Regions from separate parts of the Danio rerio genome. Here region 1 is linked to region 2. Evidence: chromatin contacts called from public Hi-C data. All regions are on one chromosome and are shown on one strand. The core of a region is the stretch at or near the end of the contact, and the rest is flanking DNA. Distances in the headings are between cores, read along the strand shown.

Region 1 (4,961 bases), core at 729-3,228, 250 kb before region 2:
TAAGGAACATCCATGGAAGAAGAGGAGAAGATGAAGGAGCGAACGTGAGGACAACCATCCGACTTCAATACCTGCCGATGAGTGAGAGGATGAGGTGAGCTTTTATAGTGTCTTGATGATGGGGAACAGGTGCAGGTGATTAGAAGGTCGGTGAGGGTTCAGGGTATTAAGCTGCGGTCACACTAGAGTTTGATAATGCGGAATTCTATCGTGCGGAGCTGCGAAATGGGGTGGGATTAAAGAAGATTATTAGACATTAAAAAAGTGAGCGATTGCTCCATGTTTTAAATTTCTGTCCAGAGATGTCATGTTTTGATCCTCGATTGGTCTCACGCATTTAAGTGATGCGATTTCACAGATCAAAGTTCACCAAGCTTGAACTTTGCACCGCAGCAACCTGCGAAATTTGACACATGACCCTGCGTTTCCGCTCTGACGCATTCGTGTGCGTATGAATAGAAGTCTTTGAGAGAAAAAGCCCAGTGTGACCGCAACTTTAGATGGAGGTAGTTTGTTAGGAAGAGCGGTGATTGGGTGAGCAGGAAAGAGCCGGGGATGTGACAAGCTGAAACAACACAAAGTTTTTTTATTTTTATTTTTTATTTTTTGCTTAATATTTTCATGTTGGGACAACATGAAGAAATTGTGTGGAACCCAGCATTTTAACCCAGCAACTTAATTGTTTTTTACAAATTTAGATGGATTTAACATAAAACAATTAAGTTGACCCCTCCAAAAAACAACAACTGAAGAATTGTGTTGATTCAACTCATTTTAAATAAGTGGTTTGAAAAAACAGCAAAAATATTTTTTGAGTGTAGGGGATAAACCTGCCTCTTTACTCTCTATCCTGTCCTCTGAATGCACCATTAATTACTGTAGGCACTAAAGTGTTTGTGAAGCAATCACAAAGAGCATGTGTACTTGTGTAATTCACCAGCAGAGGGCAGTGTTTTTGCCAACTGAAGAAACCAAGCAGCTGCAGTCTGTTTGAGGAGGGAGCTGTAATTGAGACCCCTGCTGGAAACAGAGCCTTCACTGCACCACTACACCATATAATAAACAAGGACAGAACAAAATAAAGTCAATAAGAAAACATTTTGATGAGTTTTATTGTCCATTGTGTCTTGCTTTGTATATCAGTGAAATGTAAGTTGACTGATAACTTGCAGGCGGCATGGTGACTCAGTGGTTGTCACTGTTTTCTCACAGCAAGAAAGTGGCTGGTTCGAGTCAGTGGGCCAGTTGGCATTTCTGTGTGAAGTTTGCAAGTTTTCCCAGTGTTCGCTCCCACAGTCCAAAGACATGCGCTATAAGTGAATTGAATAAGCAAAATTGGTCATAGTGTATGAGTGTGTGTGTGAATGCGAGAGTGTATGAGTGTTACGCAATACTAGGTTGTTGCTGGAAAGGCATAAAAGATATGCTGGAATAGTTGGCGGTTCATTCTGCTGCAGCAACCCCTGATAAATAAGGGACTAAGCTGAAGGAAAATGAATGAATGATAGCTTGCATCACTAATCTCTCACAGACACCACTAGTCTCACACAGACATAGCTGTTAGTGGTGTTTGGTTACTGTGAAGCACATTGATCAACTTGGTTGGTTTTTAATTTTGCCATATAAACAAACTGGCATTGTCAATTTCATTAGTAGTTTCTTACGGGAAATCTCACAAACAAACAAACAAAAAAGTCTCAACATCAGGAGAATAAGCTGTCCTTATCATCATTCCTATGTCTTCAGCTTTAAAAAATCACTCTATGGCCAATTTCCATCCCACTTCACCTCAATCTCTCATTGACATCACACACTTCTTCAAAGTCAAAATTGGAAAGCTAGTCTGCCAGTTATATAAGCTTCATCAGATGATTAAGGAAATAGTTGTTCTCTAATTTTGATTTCCACTGTGTGTGTGTGTGTGTGTGTGTGTGTGTGTTTGTGTAGTCACAGTTCCGCGTTACACCACAGCTGCCCTGGCTGCTTTTGAAGGTCGTGCTTCTGAGGTTTTTGGCAGTTTTTATTTATGAGCACTCAGCTGCGGCATGAGCAGTTATATTTGATGAAAGAAGACATATACATCCCTAAGCTCTATCCAGTTATGCATTCACTTTGCTGTGTTCATGCCCGCAGAGACTGTTAACACAAAAACCACGGCCAAGCGCTGTTACTTATGTGTACCCGGATTGTTAGTCACTCAGTGGCCACAGCTTTTGCATGATAGATAATACAAAAGTGGGGTTAAATTACAGTTTAACTCGACCATCAGCATGTCCATTTAACTGCTGTTGAAAGAAAAGCATGATGGTAGCACAGCACTGTTTTGGGTTTGGTTCTGTTAGCTTATTCTTGTCTTTCTGTGATTTTCACTGGTTGATGGCATAACACATTAATCATACAGTATTCACTTCTGCTGTTTATATTTCTAGCTGATGACAACTCAAAACCTCAACAACACTGATAAACTGAAGTGGTAAATCAGTGTTTCTGTTGCATTTCTCTTCTTACCATAATTTTCACAATGGTAGAGGAAAAATATGGACCAGTTGCACTGTATTCCCTCGCCAGATCTTCGTCATGTGTTTTGCTGTTGCTGCAACCGCAGAAGGATGGGTGTAAGCAACTGTACGTCCATATATAATGAAACACCTACAGAAGAACAAAAAGAAAAAACACAGCGAGAGCACAGCTTTCTCAATAATTGATGACAAGAATCAAATGTGAAGTCATGAATATGACATAGATCTTGCATCGTTCAAATCATATGGCGTTAAAATGATGAAAACAAGCATGTTTTATGAATGTGTAGTCTTCCAGAAGACTGCAAGGGTGGGTTTATGTAACACTTAAAATTAAGTAACTTACAAACAAGCTGGACATATGTTAACCAATGTGCTAACATAAAATATCACTTATAACAATTTTGAATAAAGCATGTGCTCAAGATAATAAAACTGTCACTTCTGAGGAAGCATAAAATCAACTCAAGCTCATTCTGAAAATTTACCTCTATATACATTTCTGGAGAGTGCCAAATACGTCCCAGGAGCTACGTTTTTTTTTTTTTTTTTTTACAGATTTTATCTTAATGAATCTACCAGTGGCTGATGTGCATGGTTTTTAAGATCTCAAATTTCTATCGTGAGAGCCATTTGTGCCTGCTGTTTTCACGTAAATCCTTCAGAGGCTGCTGTGTAGGCTTTTTGAGATTTTAAATTTCTGACGTAAGTACACCAGAAGCTGCTGTCGACTGACTGTTTGACTGACTGAATGACTGACTGACTGACTAATTACCTGACCGACCATCCTCCTTCCCTGAACCCAACCAATTGTCTTGATTGACTCACAACCCACTCCCCTAAACCCGAATAATTTTTAAAAACAATGCAGAAAAAGAAAGCCCTCGTTTACAATGTTTTCATATTTTACCACATTCTCACCCAGTTATTTACTTGTTTATTTAATTTTTTGATTCTTACTGGAAACGTTTTTTAACGAACTCGAACCCTGTCGTTGTAGTCATCTCCTCACTGTGTCTCCAGTCCGCTGACATACATGTCAAGCTACCAGACAAACTGGTAACAATGGAAAAGCTATCTATACAAAGGTAAGCGGTCAGCTGGTACGTGTGAAATGGAACGGCGTCATACCGCCCTGTATCATTCATTTTAGAAATGAAATGCAGCCATACGTAACTGTGGCTACATAATTTGCATAATTCGTATATAGAGCTGCATTTTCAGAATGAACCTATGTTGCATAAAACATCAATAATAAAAATCTGCTATGAGAGTGTCGACAACACACATAATAGAAAATGTTGTCATGTTATCTTCTAGCACTTTGAAAGAAGTGCTGGGTTCCACACAACAATTTGTGTTGGGACAACATGAAGGAATTTGTTTTTAACGATTTACTGAACATACAGTTAAGCAATTAAGTTAAATTCAGCAATTTTTTTTAACTGCATTTTTGAGTGAAGTTGAGAACACAATGTTCTGAGATAATTATTTCTGTCAATAATACTGAACAATTTTGATGATGAAGTTTAAAGTTGGCGTGAAACTGAAATTAAGATTTTCTTTTTACCGCTGTCTTGATGTACATCCTATTTAAAAAATTAATGAAGATTTGAAAAGTTTAATAGTTTGGACTTAGTTTAATGGATCATACTATCCACTGGAATGACCGGCAGCACCTTCTGCTGCAAGGATTTTTCAGATGACTGATAATGATGAGAACGAGGAGCTAAATTTTATAGATGGAATAGTATCAATTTTCTTCTAACCACCTTTTACGAAATAATATGTGTATTACAAAATAATAAATTGGTTATAACAATCACTACTATATATATAATTAGCATTTTTAAAATTCTTATTTAACTAATTACAGAATTATTAAAACACTTTTGTGATGGTGTCAAGTGCCCCGTTTTGCCTAGTTATACAAATCATATCATACGGTAGATGTAAGACTACATGGCGTTTTTGGTAAAAAAAAAATTAATATAAAAATAAATAAATATATATAGATTTATGTTGTAGTTTGTGCATATTTTTTATGATATAACATATACTGATACAACATATACAACATTCACACAATTGTATGTAACATATTTTTTCCATTACTGACATTGTTTTGACTATAATGCCAGAGGAAAACTAGCTGTGAGATGTTTTTAAAATTTATTTATTTAAGTTTTCAGTTCTTGTCACATTTGCCTTTTGTTTTTACAATTGGGGATAAATATTATGCTCTGAGTATTATGTATACTGTAAGTATTATAGAATCACTTTCAGAAATGTTTAACATGAACATTTGCTGTGAATCCAAAAAATAATATGTTCACTTCAGTTGAACATAAAAAAAGAATTTTGGTAACTCTTTATACTAACTACACACTATGAATATTTTAATAAGCATTATCATCTAATGCATTACTTATTTGTTAAGCA
Region 2 (4,762 bases), core at 1,817-4,316:
TCTGTAGATTAACTGTGAAACCATTTAATCATTCATTTTTTAATGTTGCCTTTTTAAAACATCTGGTGAAACTTTAGATTAGGAGTCATATAAACTATAAACTAGTTGAATCAATTTGCTTCCTTTGCGCAGCTGAAGAATAAGTTTTCTCTCCCACAGTCTCATTTCTTTCGTTATCTGCAGGTTTGAAACTGCGTTAAGGAAAATATTTCACAATTTTTAAATAAACCAGAAAGTCATATTATTCAGAATCTTTTATCTTCTAACCCAGTGGTTCTCAGACTTTTTTCACCAAGTACCAACTCAATATAAAAATTGTCTTTCCAAGTACCACCATGATGACTAGTATTGAAATACAGTAGCGTAGTAGGCCTAATTAAGAAAATTAGCTTCAAGTGAATACATAACAAACATTAGAAAATTGAAAATAAAATAAAGGTTTAGCCTATTAAACTCAATTTACTGATCACATTGGTGTTATTGTATGTGTCAAAGGGTTAAAAGTGTGTTCACTTTTTACTTTAATTATTTAGCGATTCGGCAGTTCATTCCACTTTGGCGACCTCAGATTAATAAAGGGATTAAGCCGAAAAGAAAATGAATGAATGAATGATTCAGCGATTCCTCCCTGTACCACTAGAAGGAAGCCTGCATATTACTAGTGGTACATGTACCACAGTTTGAGAACCACTGCTCTAACCCTAATACTAGACATCTGATATCAAGCTTTGTTTCTGCTTTTGATGCACCAATATGTACTAAGCGCATTATGAAAGCTTGGGCCATGGATTTGAATAAAGAAGTGGCTAATGAGATTTGGGAAGAAGCCCCGTCAAGAATAAAGAAAGGTTCTATAAATTTAAGACATAAATTAATCCAATTTACAGTTTTACATCGCCTTCACTTCTCCAAAACTAGATGAAGTAAAATATTTCCCTCTATATTCTCTAAATGTGACAGATGTGGGGGGGCAGAAAAGACTCTGGCACATTTATTTTGGTTTTGTCCTGTTCTATACCAGTTTTGGTCCAAAATCTTTGAATTGGTTTCCAATGCATATGGAACCAATGTCCAGCCTGATTACAATTTGGCTATTTTTGCATATTCTTATATGATGGACACCTTTCCGTTTCAGTGTCAGAATGCCCTGTTGAGAATAAAGAAAGTTTCTATAAATTTCAGATGTAAATTAGTTCAATTGAAAGTTTTACATTGCCTTCACCTCTCTAAAACTAGATTAAGTAAATATTTCCCTCTGTATCTCCTAAATATGACAGGTGTGGTGGGGCAGAAGGGACTCTTGACACATTCATTTTGGGTTTTATACTGTACTTTATGAGTTTTGGTCCAACATTTTTTAATTGTTTTACAGAGCTTATGGAACTAATATCCAACCTGACTACAATCTGACTATTTTTGGATATTCTAATGGACACCTTTCCGTTGCCCAACAGCAAGCCCTGATAGTTGGCATGATTACAGCTAAAAAGAAGATTTTCCTTAATTGAAAATCTCCAAAGGCTCCCTGTTTAAAGAGATGGTTGAACGAGTTGCTTTATGACATTCAAATGGAAAAACTACATCTTGAAACTTTACAGAAAAAAAGCTAAAACCAGATGGGGACCTATTTTTTTGTAAATCTTCATCTGTATCTCTAACCTGGTTTTACAAAACCTAATACTGGTTTTGTAAAAATGTGAGTATTGTCATCTCTTGTTTATATATTTATGCTACATATGTTGTGTGAATTGGTAACAGAGACAATCCCTCTTTTTTGTGTGGAATGGGGGTTATTGTCAATTATTCTGTACTATTTTTCTTCTTGTATTGGTATTGTACTTTTTTGTTAAATATCTTATAAAAGTTAAATAAAACAAAATATTACAAAACTATCAACTAGTGGCTTATTAGCATTTTGGCTGTTTATTATTTTATTATTCTGTATGACCATATTCTAGATTCTTTAGCCCCAACTAAACTACACCTTCCTCACAATCAAGACGTAGCAGATTATTAAAGACAAACGTGTAATAATTAGTGAATATGAGCTTGATGATAGTGTTACCAAACATTCCTGCAAAATAATACTTCAATACAAAAAACTATTTTACGAAAATACACTGTTATGACAATATCTCATGATTTACTGCCATTTTCCATTCATTTACACTTTTAAATTGCATTATGGGACCTTGTAATCTGTTCCGACAACTTTTGATATTAACAATTTAACCCAGTTTAACAAAATAGCCTTTATTGAAATTTCTTGTCGTTTAAAATAACACACTGCCTAAGAAACAGGTTTGAACAACACTGACAACATCTCATTATAAACTGCAACATAATTCAAATAAAGAGACTTTTAAAAGTTTTAACAACTAAAGTTGTCAGAACAAAGTTCGAGATACTATACTGAAATTATTGAGTAAATGAAAAAAGCCTAATTCATTAGAAACTACATAAGACTATTAATTAAAGTGATTCCTTTAAATAATTTAGTGCACCGGGAAATATTTATGTACTCACAGAATATTTTAATTGATTAAGTTCTTAGGTTATTGTGCTAGGTTCATGATTAGGTTATAGAGTTATTGTCAACAATCAGATCAAAACAGTCGGATCTAGTTTCTACACTGATTTGTCACCAAAGTTTGTTTTAATGCGCAAATCAGTAATAACCATATATGCACATTATTTTCACTTTAACTGTTTATAAAACTAAAGAAGAATTTGAATCAATTAACAAAAACTGATTGCGTATCAAACAAATGAGAAAGGATTTTCAAGCTCAGTGAATCCTCACACTTTCAGAAAGTAACCTATGGATTTTTTCCTCCGCCGTATATAGAAGGAAAGTTTCTGATAACTGAAACCCACCGCAATTACACCCAGTGACCAATCAAAACCAAGACGCAAAGCAAAACAAAACATGCGATTGGTCTAAAGCGATGCTGGTTTCAAGGCGCCCCACGTGGAGGGGCAGTGATTCTGAATGAGGGGTGTGTAGAAACCGACGGCACATTATTGTATGTGCGCCTCACTTGCGCTCAAACCTTCCAGTCAGTGGGAAGCGCGTCTACTGAGCGCACGCGAGGCGAGCGAGGAAACCGCACTCTGTTCAAGACAACCAACTGAAGTTTTCCAGCAGACTCACGACTCTCTGAAACACAGCTCGAAAGTCACTGGATGCACAGCGGGATTCGGAGAGCAAGGGAAACTTTAAACAGCAGTCGAAAGATTCTCTCCAGACGCTTGAAGAATAACACAACGATGCGCGCGGTGTGGATTTAGTTTGGATGTATTTTCGGACTTTCTAAAAGGGGGTTTCTCCACATATCCACTCGTTTGCCTAGCATGATCGCTTTCAGACAACGAGAGCTATAAAGGGAGCTCAGACGAGGAGGTTTTTGTTGGTTTATTCGCAAACGAACAATCCACAGAAACTTTTTCTTTCTTGCGGAGCAACCGCAGCAGCTTCGTTTCATTCGGACCGAATCCAAAACAAATGGCTTTCCTCAAAATGCAACACTGTTGTGGAATTACTCGTTATTTTCTTCTCCTTTTCACTGTGGCTCTACAAACGACCAGCGGTCAGTATCACGGAGAAAAGGGCATCTCCATACCCGAGCACGGCTTCTGCCAGCCTATATCTATACCTCTCTGTACGGACATCGCCTACAACCAGACCATTATGCCGAATCTTTTGGGACACACCAACCAGGAGGACGCCGGTCTCGAAGTGCACCAGTTCTATCCCCTAGTAAAAGTGCAGTGCTCCATGGACCTGAAGTTCTTCCTGTGCTCCATGTACGCGCCGGTTTGCACGGTGCTCGAGCAAGCCATCCCGCCGTGTCGGTCCCTTTGCGAGCGCGCGAGACAGGGCTGCGAGGCCCTCATGAACAAGTTCGGCTTCCAGTGGCCCGAGCGGCTGCGCTGCGAGAATTTCCCGGTGCACGGCGCGGGTGAGATCTGCGTGGGCCAGAACACCTCGGACGCGGGGAGCCCCACTTCAAACCCGACGCCCTACGTCCCAGAACTGATTACATTACAGCCAAACCTGGTGGTCAGACCCAACCAGCAATTCACATGCCCGCTGCAACTCAAAGTGCCCACTTATCTGAAGTACCACTTTATGGGCGAAAAGGACTGCGGGGCGCCATGCGAGCCCACTAGACCCAACGGACTGATGTATTTCAGAGAGGAAGAAGTCAAATTCGGTCGCCTCTGGGTCGGCATTTGGTCAATTTTGTGCTGTGTTAGCACTTTGTTCACCGTCCTCACTTATTTAGTGGACATGAGGCGGTTTCGTTACCCGGAGAGGCCCATCATCTTCCTGTCCGGCTGTTACTTCATGGTGGCCGTTGCATATGCAGCTGGATTTTTCCTCGAAGACAAAGTCGTTTGCATCGACAAATTCAGCGACGACGGTTATAAAACCGTCGCGCAAGGCACGAAAAAAGAGGGTTGCACCATCCTCTTCATGATTCTCTACTTCTTCGGGATGGCGAGTTCAATCTGGTGGGTCATTTTATCTCTTACATGGTTTCTCTCAGCGGGCATGAAGTGGGGTCATGAAGCCATTGAGGCGAACTCTCAGTATTTCCACCTCGCCGCGTGGGCAGTTCCTGCGGTTAAAACCATCACCATCCTTGCCATGGGCCAAGTGGATGGCGACATGCTCACCGGGGTTTGCTACGTTGGCATCTACAACGTGGACTCTCTGCGCGGCTTCGTCCTGGCGCCCCTCTTCGTCTACCTCTTC

What was found. Hi-C and Micro-C count contacts between places; a contact is called where the count stands out from the background.
Region 1: a Hi-C map of an unstated tissue shows a contact between it and region 2, with 8 times the contacts expected there. The contact joins the enhancer-like site here to the promoter of fzd7a in region 2. A contact is called at or near these places in 6 of 18 Hi-C or Micro-C datasets (caudal fin, embryo, hematopoietic stem cells and 1 more) and 4 of 4 datasets of contacts at active chromatin or transcription factors (caudal fin, embryo, gastrula embryo and 1 more).

The regions. Positions count from the first base shown.
Region 1 is chr9:13,747,533-13,752,493 of GRCz12tu, reverse strand. No RefSeq gene overlaps it. Among named protein-coding and RNA genes, the nearest start is that of als2a, 25 kb to the left of the region's middle. Within about 2 kb of position 1,978, at least 5 of the 62 cell types and tissues checked have an H3K27ac peak or open chromatin away from gene starts, as enhancers often do.
Region 2 is chr9:13,499,649-13,504,410 of GRCz12tu, reverse strand. It overlaps fzd7a (frizzled class receptor 7a), which reads left to right and starts at 3,066. Exons shown (of 1, transcript NM_131139.2): 1 at 3,066-4,762. The coding sequence starts at 3,506.